2 separate regions of the Macaca mulatta genome follow, and region 1 is linked to region 2. A link is a contact called in public Hi-C data. All regions are on one chromosome and are shown on one strand. The core of a region is the stretch at or near the end of the contact, and the rest is flanking DNA. Distances in the headings are between cores, read along the strand shown. Region 1 holds the start of PALS1 (protein associated with LIN7 1, MAGUK p55 family member). Region 2 holds the start of GPHN (gephyrin).

The links. A called contact is a pair of places that touch in the nucleus more often than the background predicts.
Region 1: a contact with region 2 is called in a Hi-C map of fetal cortex germinal zone, with 3 times the contacts expected there. The contact joins the promoter of PALS1 here to the promoter of GPHN in region 2. A contact is called at or near these places in 2 of 14 Hi-C or Micro-C datasets (fetal cortex germinal zone and fetal cortical plate).

The regions. Positions count from the first base shown.
Region 1 is chr7:140,407,930-140,410,629 of T2T-MMU8v2.0, forward strand. PALS1 (protein associated with LIN7 1, MAGUK p55 family member) reads left to right here and starts at 1,333. Exons shown (of 14, transcript XM_077941198.1): 1 at 1,333-1,581.
Region 2 is chr7:139,613,071-139,615,770 of T2T-MMU8v2.0, forward strand. GPHN (gephyrin) reads left to right here and starts at 1,444. Exons shown (of 22, transcript NM_001257815.1): 1 at 1,444-1,598. The coding sequence starts at 1,535. It overlaps LOC144330299, which reads right to left and starts at 2,474. Exons shown (of 5, transcript XR_013396345.1): 1 at 2,243-2,474.

The DNA of each region.
Region 1 (2,700 bases), core at 83-2,582, 790 kb after region 2:
ACTTTATCTGGATTTCAGTTAGGCATTTCGCCAGTTCTGGCATCTTTGTGGAGGAATATGGGCCAAGAAGACAGTTCGGTTGTGTCGTCCATCTGTATTCGAAGCCTACTGAGAAATTTTTTGATGACAGGAGCATTAAGGTCTTTAGTGGCATACAGCAGACTTCTGTCCTCAGCTCTGTCTTATTAAACACTTGGACAGAATGCTTATCAGATTTGAGAGGGATAACAAATCTGGGAAGGGTAGGCATCCCCAAAGATCTTCACCACCACGAACAATAGTTTGCTTCGTTCAGAGCATCACAGTGTCCTTAGTGAGGGACACTAACAATCCATAGGCTGTCCAGAGGAGCGTAATGGGGAAGAATGTGAAAGAACTTGAAAGTCAGGACCTGAGGACGTTGCGAGATGGAAAAACACAGTGGGACAAAATGAGGAAAACCGAGAGAAATGGAAATGGCATATACGAAGGCTTTGAGGGAGGACTATGCCCCCTGGGGGAAACCGTACACCTCGGCTGGAATCATAAGCATATTTTGGCCTCATAGAAGGAGAGGTCGATTAACAAACCTTGCAAGGGTTCAAAGGTGGGATGGGCTTCCTCGGAAGGTACTGTCAAGACAGAGACCATCCGAGGGCTTTTATTGCAAGTGTCGAGACACATTTGCTGGTATTTCTCCTTAGAACGTACTCCAATCTGCTCTGACTTCCGCCCGCACCCGCCAGAGCCCTGCCCCATTCCAAGGGTGGCACATCCAGGTCCCGAGGGCGCCAGCCATGCCCGGGACATGGGCTGGTCTGCGTAACTCTCTGTCCCTTCGGGAGACTTCTGGGAAATAGTTCTAGTCCTTGCCATCCTTGCTTTCTGGTTTTCAGAAGTCAGTGCTGCTGGTGGCTTTCTGGAGTCTTCTGTGGAACACTGCACACATCCAGGTGTTTACGTCATTTTTTTTAAAAAAAGAAATGTTAGATTGTGAGACTAACTAGACAGGACATGAGGAATCTCTTCAGGAGGACTCGGATTTTCTTCAGGAGCCGTCATCCAGAGACAGAACAGCCAAGGGATGTAGAAACCCAGGGAAGCCTCGCGTCCCCACACAGCCCGCGGGCCAAACCCCGAAGCGGCTCCGCAGGGACAGCCAGCTCCTAGCAGCCCGGGTTTTAGACTTAGAGGCGCGCGACTGCGCGCACCCGGCGGGAGCTGTGGAGAGGACCAATGACCGGGCGCTCTCTCCGCGCCGGCTCGGGATTGGGCGAGCCGCGCCAGCCTCTCACGGGCGGGGTGGGACTGGGATCCGCGCGCCCGCTGCGCCAGAGTCCCGGGGGCGCGTGCGCGGTCTCGCGGCGGCCGCAGGGGCCGGTCTCGCGCGGTCTAGAAGTGGAGTTGCTGGCGGCTGCGGCGGCGACGGCGGCGACGGAGGAGGTTGGCGGTGGGGCGGGGGCGGGGACTAAGGATTCTGAGGTGGGGAGTCGGGAGTTTCTGGATTCTTTATCCGGTATTTTAAGGGCCGCCGGAGAGCTGTCGCTTCTGCAGTGCTTAGGAGCAGCCGGGCGGGAGGCTCCGCGGAGCCGAGGCGCGGAGGTAAGAGGTGGTTCGGCGGCGGCTGGGCTGTGGAGATCTTAATCAACAGGTCCCCGGGAGCGCGGCGGGGGAGGGGCGGCCGGGCTCCCCTTCCCCCACACGCCGCTCAAACTCTGGCCAGCGGGAGACCCCGGGCCGCCAGGCGGGCTTCCTCAGGCGCGGCAGCTTCGGCGGTGGAGGGTGTGAGCCCAACCTTTGTCCCTCGGAGCAACGCTGCCTGCGCGGTGCCCGCTCCTTCTGCTTGGCTGGGCATGCACCTTGGCGCGGGCCACAGCCAGCCGGGCCCGAGGTGCAGGGGGCGCGGCGGGGAGTCGTCTGCCCCCTGCGCTCCCGCCCCGATGTCGCGACGCGCGGGACTCCCCCCGGCCGGGTCTGGGAATCCGGCGAGGGAACGCTTTCCTTTAGAAGTCAGAATGTAGTCAGCGTTCCTCTGCCTGACTCAGCTGCTGGTATTCTGCTGCCTATTGCGTTCTTAAACAGGCAAACAGTTCCTGCTTCCTTGTGACCAGTTTTAAAGAAAAGCCTAATTTTGTTGATGGTTTCTGATAATTTAAGGTTGCACGTTGAATTTGAAGCCTGTACATTGTTGTATTCTATGTTTAATGAAGGTTGCTTGAAACGATCTTTGTAGTAAATTATGTAACTTTCTAATGATCATAACTCACCTTCTGTTGATTGACGTACAGTAATGTGTATGGAATGTAAGTTTCGGTCGAAAGGTTTTTCTTGGCAGTTTATGCTAAAATTAAAATCTGATGATTGGGAAGATTTTAGACGTAGTATAGAGTGTGTGTTTTGTCTCCATACTTGTTTAGAATAGTAAAAATTTAGATTCGGAAAGTCAGTTGAACAAAAATTTTGAAATTTTGATTTGACACAGTGAAAGGTGTTAATATTTCCGATTTTTTAAAAAAACAATATCATGTTTTAATGATAGTTTACTAATTATGCTTTTGGATTTTACCAGAAGTTAATAACCTGTTAAATTCTGCAGTAGGAACAAATGACGTGTTGGTTATTGGTGTCTTTAAAGTATTGGTGGTAATGAAACTTATTAAATAAGCGTCCTTGAATTAAGAACTACCGATTTTTTTTTTTTTTTTTACTAGATCCCTGTGG
Region 2 (2,700 bases), core at 194-2,693:
ACAATCAAAGTGACTTTGAAATTTGTGTATAAACACTGATATTATACATTTTTCACTTTGCTTTTCACTTTTATGCCTCCAGGTTTACTACAGCTAAGAAGAAAAAATATATACATATGAGTGTGTGTATACACACACACACACACACGCATATAACTTTTTAAAATTCAGAAGCTGAAAGGTCCAGAAAGATAGTAAGAAACTAACGTAGAACAGCCACAGGTGATTAATAACACGTTTCATGAAAGGCACATGGAAATAAATGGCAACAAAAGCTATTTTCATGGTAATCTCACATCCCACGAATACTGAAATGAGAATCGTTGCGGCAATGGACTGTGATTCAGGTGGAACACGTTCTCGTTCGCTAAGGAGATAGATGCTTTTCACCTAAAAGCAGCTCTCACGGCGAAGAGGCTTAAGGCCATAAAACCGTGGGACAGCAGGAGGAAGAGAAGCCAGGTGTCTCCACTCCAGTTGCCCTGCCTCAGACTCCTAAGCTTCGCATGTGAGGATCGTCTTGTAGGCACTGACTGGAGATGGAATCCTAAAACACAGGTGAAGCGGAAATCTTCCTTCAGGGAGAGCCGACTGAGGAAGCCAGCGGCTAACACTGGGCGGGACAGGATACCTCCCTCTTCGCCCACGGCAGGCTCTCTATCATAGTAGCCGTCGTTCTGCCACTCAAACGCAGCTTTTTAAGGCACCTCTAGGTTCGCCAGCGCCTTCAGTGGGGCGGCCGGCCGCTCCCGAGGGCTGCAAGACGCGGCCCGGCGTGCTGAGCCAGTGTCGCTCCTCCCGCGGTCCCCTCAGAAGGCCGGCCCGCCGGCTACAGTCTTCCGAAGGCGCGGACAACCGACGAGGTGTCAGGCTCGGCAGGGGATTGCTTCTGTCTGGGGCCCGGCCGAGGTTGCGTTCCTGCCTAGCGCGCACACGCTCCGCGTTCACTCAGCCAATCCCGCGCTACTCGCGCACCCAGGAGCGATCCGCGGTCCTACTCAGGCTGGGCCCGCTCCTTCCCGCTCCTTCCCGCTCCCAGTACTCAGCACCCGAGCTCTCACTCCTCCCCTCACTCTCCACGAGTTCCACGCCTCAGGGTGTAGCTCCGCCCCTGTCCCCGAGTCCGCCCCCGCAACCTCCAGAGCGTGTGCTCTCCTTTCCTCTCAGTCCTGCCATCTAGCTGCCTTGGGTCTCGCGCTCCGCAGAGCGGCCCGAGCCTCTCCAGCCTCGTTCCGCCGCCTCCGCGCGCTCTCCCCGTGCGGCCACCGACCCCTCCAGCTCGCCTCCTTCCTGCCGGGCTTGGGGTCGCGCGCCCTGACTCCGCCCCCTCCCGCGGACCCGTGCACTCCCGGCGCGGCCTCTCCCCCACGCAGGCCACCGAGCACTCTACGGCCTCCCACTCCTTCCCCGCTCTCCTCGCGCTTCCCTGGCTCCCTAGCTCTCGCGCTCTCCGCGGCGAGCGCGCTCCCGGCCCGCGCGCTCCGGGCTCCAATTTCTCCCGGCTCCTGTCAGTGCGGTGACTGCGCTGGGAAACATGGCGACCGAGGGAATGATCCTTACTAACCACGACCATCAAATCCGTGTCGGAGTCCTTACAGGTAACCGGGGGAGGAGGTGCGGGACCTATGAGGCTGCAGTCCCTGACTTGCCTTAGGCTTTTCGCCTGTGGTGGCCCTTCTCTGCGGCCTCGGGAGGAGGGAAGGCTGAAGAAGGGAACCGCGGGGGTGCATTTTACAACCGCTGAGAACCGCCAGAGATTGGGGGTGTTCCCGCGGGTCCCTTTCCCCAGCCCGCCGGAGCCGTGGTCGACCCCGTGGGATGTCAGGCCCCAGCGCCTTCGGAAACAAAGTCCTGGGCCCCCGGGGACCGAGGGGCCGGTGCGGAGGGCGCTGCGGGATCCTTGCTGTCGGTGCAGGCGGCGGGATCCCGGCTCCGCAGTCTGAAGCATGCCGCTCTCGGCTGGCCCGGACGCATCCTCCGTTAGTGCTCTTCTGAGAGAGGGGGGAATCCCATCTCCACCCCCTTCCTCCCTTTCCCTTCCCCCAACCCGGGCGGCCCCACGCCAGTAGCTGTGCTTGCCCGGACGCGACTCAGGTGTTAATCAGATGAAACTGCTTCTCCTCGGGTTGTCCCTCGCGGGCCGGGCATCCCCTCAGCCACCCATGGGGCACCCTTCGCCTCCTTCGGGGGATGGGGGATCGGCTTGATCCGGACCTCAGAAAGTGTCTGCCTTCTGCCTTACCGAGCAAAGGGCCCTCTGCCTCGTCGTTTCCTTAGCGAGGACGGGCTGCAGCTTGCGGCCGGGGGATCCAGCTCTTTTTACTTGAGAGGGCAGGATTCCCCTACTCGGGCTCCTCTCCCCCTCCTTTCTGGGAACCCCCACCCCGGTGGAGCGTCCCGAGGCTGGTGAGGAGCGCACTTTTCCCGGGTCGCGTTTCCCTCCCTCGCGAAAGCCGTGTGTGCTCTGCATGTCTGATTCCGTTGCGCTGAATGTGGTTAATATCCGTCACTTCGGCGATCGGCAGTTGCTGCAGGGCATGACTTCCAAGATGAACGCCAAGCCGATTTGTAGGGGTTTCTGCTGTGGTTCTGTAGTTGGCAAGGTTTATGTGTAATTGAGTGGCGAGGCGGGGGTTAAAGAACTATATTTGGAATCTGAGGGCTTAGTTTGGAGTGAAGGAAGCTCAAGACTCAGTGATG